Regions from separate parts of the Mus musculus genome. Here region 2 is linked to region 1. A link is a contact called in public HiChIP or PLAC-seq data. All regions are on one chromosome and are shown on one strand. Each heading gives the region's core, a stretch centred on a gene start, on an enhancer-like site or on the middle of the called end of the contact. The rest is flanking DNA. Distances are from core to core; before and after follow the strand shown.

Region 1 (2,864 bases), core at 184-2,683:
GCGTGGCAGCAGGCAGACAGGTGTGGTGCTGGGGGAGGAGCTTTTTTTTTTTTTTTTTTTTTTTTAAGAGTCTTGATTAGAAGGCAACCCAGAGGGCTGGAGAGATGGCTCAGTGGGTAAGATACCCAACTGCTCTTCCAAAGGTCCTGAGTTCAAATCCCAGCAACCACATGGTGGCTCACAACCATCCTTAATGAGATCTGACTCCCTCTTCCGGAGTGTCTGAAGACAGCTACAGTGTACTTACATATAATAAAAATAAAATAAATTAAAAAAAAAAGAAAGAAAGAAAAAAGAAGGCAACCAAGAGACTGGGCAGAGTTTGAGCATATATATGTTTGAACATATATTCAAATATATATTACCTCAAAGCCACAGTGACATACTTCCGCTAACAAGGCCACACCTCTTCCAGTAAGGCCATGCCTCCTAAATAGTGCCATTTCCCATGGGCCAAGCACATTCAAACCACAACTGGTAAAAAGAAAGAAAGAAAAGGAAAAAAAAGACATAGTGATAAAATGACTCCTAATGACATTTGGGTACTCATAGATCAATGCCTTGTTCAGCCATCATTAGAGAAGTTTCCTTCTACAGCAGATAGGGAACCCCAAGGGAGAGGTGGAAAGAGTGTAGGAGCCAGAGGGGATGGAAGACACCAAGAAAACAAGGTCCTCTAAGTCAATAGGAGCAAAGTTCATATAAACTCACAGAGAGTCTTTTCTTTTACAGTCACCACCTCTATGGCCCACACCTAGGTCCTAGGTTCCCTTTTGGGCACGGTCCTCAGACCTGCCCAGCCTGCCCTTTATTAGTCACGGTTGCTACATTTGACAGTTTTCTTCCGCGTCTATTCCGAGAGACAGCTGTCATTTTCTGTAATGGAACAAAAGCAATTAAATAGTGAGAAGACAAAAAGCAGGTCCTCTGGGCTTCATGCCTCAAAGGGCTGACCGCAGGCAAATTAAACTAACAGGTCCAAGAGAGCCCTCAGGGCGATCACGTGGTATGAGACAAGTCAAAACAACTGTTTCCTGGCTCCGGAAAAACCAGACCTGAAGGTCCCACTTGGACCCAGGATCCACTTGCTCCCTCCACTACTAATGCCCTTAGGGAAACATACGGGTTAATGGCGCAACAGGGCGCATTTTCGGATTAAGGGGGCAAACACGACAACCCCAAAGTTGCACAGATGCGATTGAGGGGCAGAGCTGCGGGACGCAGAAGTCCCGAAGCTCCAAGGGTCCAGCCTCTCTGCGCTACCCAGAGCCAGAGTAGCGAGAGCGGCAGGATCGCTCACCTGAGCCAAGAAGCCCTGCAATCCGGGGCAAGGGAAGAGCTGACGGCCCCGCCCCTCGGCTCCTCTAGGCCCAGTGATTGGTTTTTGAGGACTGGGGGCGGGGCCGTAGCGAGGAGCCGACGTGATGGCGTCAGACGCCGCGCGCCGCTTCCTGTTGTCAGTGCCTTTGGAGCCGCAGCTTCTGCTCGGAACCGAGGGGGGTCTCGCTTCGCCCGGAGCGCCGCCACCTGCTCCTGATCCCTTCGGTGAGTGAGTCTGGGGTCTGAACGTGGAGGGAAGCGCGGGGCGGTGATGCGACCCGGCGGTGGGCCCGCAACCTCGCAGCCACTCGCGACCCCTGTGCGCCTGGAGACTTGGGGTGGGAACCTCGGCCCTTCGCAGCCCGGGCCTGCTCCCACCTCAGCCAGTGGCCACCGGCTCTCTCCCCTCCGTCTCCACCGCAGCCAACCTCAGCCCCAAGCCGGGTCCCCTAACCACCGGTCTTGCAAAAGTGTAGCCTCACTCGTGACCCCTCTTTAGCCCAGTTGCAACCCGATCCGAGCGAGCCACATCCCTTCGCCACCTCTTATCTCAACATCGCGTTTATCCCTCATCTCTTCTGAACCTTCCCTCGACCCTCCATTCTGGCTCAATTTCTTATCGCAGCCTGTCGTATCTGGCTCACTCGTCCCAAACACGCTAAGTCTCCCTCCCTCCCATTGACCCACTACTGAAGTTTTCTCCTGTTGAACTTGCCGGTTTCTTCTTGGTTACTGACGTCACAGCTTTATCTCAAGGCTTGTGTGTATCTTTTCTTTACCGATTTTTACCTAATTCCCTAGCTGATCACAGAGGTAAGGTCTCTCAGGCACTTTCCTGTCTAAGACTTAATATTAAACTGTCCCCGACTCTGCTGTAGAGGACTGTCTCAGTTTCTACCACTTCCCCCAGTCCTTTCGTTACTTTAAATTTAATATGCATTTATTAATTCTTTGAGAATTTTATGCATGTACATAATATTCCTGCCCCCTAACATCACTGTTAGTTTGGGGTTTTGGGTTGTTGTTGTTGTTGTTTTTGAGACAGCATGTCACTATTTAGCCTTAGATCTCTCTCTCAGATCACTCACTATGTAGATCAGGCTGGCCTCAAACTCACAGTGTGGGTCACCACTCCTGGTTTTAATCTGTTTTTTGTTTGTTTGTTTGTTTGTTTGTTTTTGTAGGATGGAGGGTGGTTTTGTTTTTTGTTTTTGTTATTGTTTTAAGACAGCCAATCTAAACAGCCATGGACTCCTGATCCTCCCTGCCTCCACCTCCCAAGTGCTGGAATTGTAGGCATGAGTCACCATGCCTGGCTTCCCAGAATTGCTATTAACTAGATCTACTCAACTCCTGTCATTTTCTTCCTTGATCCAGCTCTCTTTCACTTTGAGAATTTAGGGTATAGCTCCCTAGTGGTCATACTTGCTATATTCCTCAACAGCCATGTCTGCTCCTTGTTCAGAGCCCAGCAGACTAAACAGCTAAATTGGTGTGTGTAGGGACTCGGATGGTAACTGAGTATAAAGCTTCTTGGGGGAGAT
Region 2 (2,864 bases), core at 99-2,598, 240 kb before region 1:
GTTCTTTGTAGGAAAAAGGAAACAAAAACACAAAAAAAGACAACAAAAACAACGTTTAAAAAAAAAACCCAAAAAGATAAAACAGTTCCTTTCTTTCTCCTCTTGGTCTGAGAACCAGGGAGCTTCAGAGCTATCTGCCCCATAGCTCCTTTAATGGACCAAACTGGGCAAGAAGTAGGTCACGGTCTCCTCCCTATACACACACACACACACAGACACACACACAGACACACACACACACACACACACACACACACACACACACACGGCACAGTTAGAATGTATAAGGAAGCCCGACGGCTATGGTTTTATTACAAAATTTCTTCTCAGACGCAATGCGAGATCAGATGCAAAATCTCAGCGATGCACCTCTTCCCTGAGCCCTCCTTGGAGCTGGCCCCCACCAACACGGCCGACATCCCCGCCATAGTTAACCTCAGCCCCGCATTGCGTCTCCCCATCCCTGTCTCCCACTCTGCCCCGAACTTCTCTTTGTAAAAAACCTGTGAAGAACCCTGCGTCCCCGGCCCCTGCTGGAGCGCACACAGGACGGAGTCTGGCATGACAGTCCCTTCGCGCACCGCCGCCGCTGAGTCCTATGGTGTCCAGACCCGGGTGGTGCGAGGTACTTCGTTGATCGCAGGCAGCGGCCAAAGCCTTGAGAAAGAGGCTCCGTAGTCTCTTCCTCGCGGTGCTTCAACTCTGGCAAGGGCGGCCGGCGCTCAGTATAGTCCCAGGATGGCGGCGCCCACGTCCTTGGAGGGCCTGCGCTCCTGCATCAGAAAGTTGATCATGCTCTCGGACTTGATGAGCAGGTTACAGCCCAGGAAGAAAACGCCGAAGACCACGGTGAGCGACAGCACGCAAAGCACGGCGATCTGCGCCACGCGCGACACCCACAGGCTGCGTTCGTCCGGCGCCAGTCCTGCGGGGACCCCGTCGCTGGCGGTCAGTGGTGCGCCGCCGGGGCAGCAGTCTAGCCACGTGCCCAGCCCGTGGCTGCGGTTTCCCAGGGTGGCTCGGGCGTCACCACCCACCTCTTCCAGGCCGCTGTGGTTCAGGAAGCTCACGTTCATGCCGGCGTGGTGCCTGGGGGGGGTCTGAGAACGCAGGCTAGGACGCGCCCGGGAGCTGGCGGCGTCCGCTCTGTCGGGGACGCCCGGGGGGTCCCTGGATTACCCTTGCGCCAGGAGGAGAGGAAGGCGGGAAGTCGCCCACGCGCGCTGCGGTTCTTGGTCCGCCTACCTCCCCAGCGGGAAACCGGCGGCCAGGAGCAGAGAGCAACAGGCGGCGCGCGAGCTTGAGAGAGCCAACAGTGCGTGGCAGTCGCCCACGGAGCTCCGAGACTGCCGTGCTGCCCCGCCCCTGGCAACCGCCGAGCTCCGCCCCGCCCCGCCCTTCCCCAACCCACTCGCGTCGCCCAAGCTGCGGGGACACGAACCCCTCCCAGCGTGCTGTCTGCGCAAAGCCCGCTGGACAGGGTCAGAGTGTTCAGGCAGCTCCTGCCCTCGGGCCAAGTAATCTTTGACTCACTCTAGGCTGTCTGTTTTGGGCCGAAAGCTGCCCCAAAGGTGCGGGTTCCCAGAACTGTGGATGGGGGCGGTCTGGAGCCTTTTTCATTCTGTTACATTCTGTGTGTGTGTGTGTGGGGGGTAGCTTTGGCCCACGGCATTGCCCACTCCAACGGGTGTGGCTCTGGGTGGCCTGACTGTGCCACATTGTCTCTGCTGGCCCCTCTCAGCTTTTCCCTGGCTGAAGGCTGTCACAGCTAAGAGCTCTTTGCCTCTTACCATGGCCCCATATGCCACCTCTTTTTAACATATTTATTAAAATTAAGTCATTTGGCGGAGTTTCTATTTTATTTATTTTATAGAAATAATCATTGTAGATCACTTAGCACGGATCAGCAAAAGTTGGGAAAAACCCTCTAAAACTGCAAAATCCTGCTGTCTGGGGTGGGCCAGTGTCCTTACCTAGGTACAACCTCCTCCTGGTTGTCTCTATTTGTGTCCGGGAATGCAGCGTCTTGCCTACTGTAGCGTACATGCTGTTTTGTACTGCAAGGATCTGGCTCAGACAGTCTGTGCTTTGCTTTTGGCACCAGAATTTCTTTAGAGAAATGCTCCTATATTCCTTTGCTCATTATTCTGCTCAGCTTAAGGCAGGGCGGGGGTGGGGGTGGGGCGGAGAGGTTTAATCTGCACTCGCAGCCCATGTCCTTGACTCTGTCCAGCTGTAGTCCAGCTGTCTGCTGCAAAAGGTAGAAGTAGAGAGTGAGTATGGGGACTTCAGGGAAACCCGGCTCCAGTGAGCATACTCAGTACACGTGGGGGCAAATGCCCTGCTCCATAAGCTCTCAATCTTTCCTTCCTGCCCCCCTTACCCTTCCATCACTCTGGGTAGATCCTGCTGGGTAACTTGGTGTGAAAGGAAGGTTGAGAGATGTTTGCCTTTGACCTGTAGTGTGAAGGTAGAGAGAGCGAGCTAGGACCCCTGGAAGCTAGCGAAGATCACCAAACTAAACACAAGCCTGGGCTCTTACCCGGCTCCCCCCTCCCCGCTCTTGCTGGGACAAGAGTCAGCCAATTGCCTATGTCCAGCTGCCTGAAGAGGGGCGGGGCAGGAAGCTTTGCGTAGAGGCAGGCAGGCCTGGGGGTGGGGTACAGAAAAGTATTCCTTGGGCTCAGCAGAAGGGAGGCATAGAGTAGTCTTAGTTTGTGGGGACGTATTGCTTTTCCTACCGTGTCCTTTGGGATTTAGGGACAAACTTAGGGATGCTGTCAGCTGCCTGCCAAGTTCAAGCCTGCTTGCTACAGGGACTGTGCTTAGCTTTCAGGTAGTATCAGGGTTTGATTTTTCACATA

The links. HiChIP or PLAC-seq counts read pairs in DNA pulled down with a chosen protein or histone mark.
Region 2: a contact with region 1 is called in an H3K4me3 HiChIP or PLAC-seq map of forebrain, with 2.6 times the contacts expected there. The contact joins the promoter of Rprml here to the promoter of Plekhm1 in region 1. A contact is called at or near these places in 1 of 39 promoter capture datasets (hippocampal neurons), 1 of 484 Hi-C or Micro-C datasets (nephron progenitors), 4 of 115 datasets of contacts at active chromatin or transcription factors (embryonic forebrain, embryonic stem cells, forebrain and 1 more) and 1 of 9 other capture datasets (pancreatic islet).

What each region holds. Positions count from the first base shown.
Region 1 is chr11:103,411,274-103,414,137 of GRCm38.p6, reverse strand. It overlaps Plekhm1 (pleckstrin homology domain containing, family M (with RUN domain) member 1), which reads left to right and starts at 1,433. Exons shown (of 12, transcript NM_183034.2): 1 at 1,433-1,545.
Region 2 is chr11:103,647,993-103,650,856 of GRCm38.p6, reverse strand. Rprml (reprimo-like) reads right to left here and starts at 1,348. Exons shown (of 1, transcript NM_001033212.2): 1 at 277-1,348. The coding sequence starts at 1,076. The coding sequence ends at 723. It overlaps 1700072I22Rik (RIKEN cDNA 1700072I22 gene), which reads right to left. Exons shown (of 2, transcript NR_131143.1): 2 at 1,844-2,251.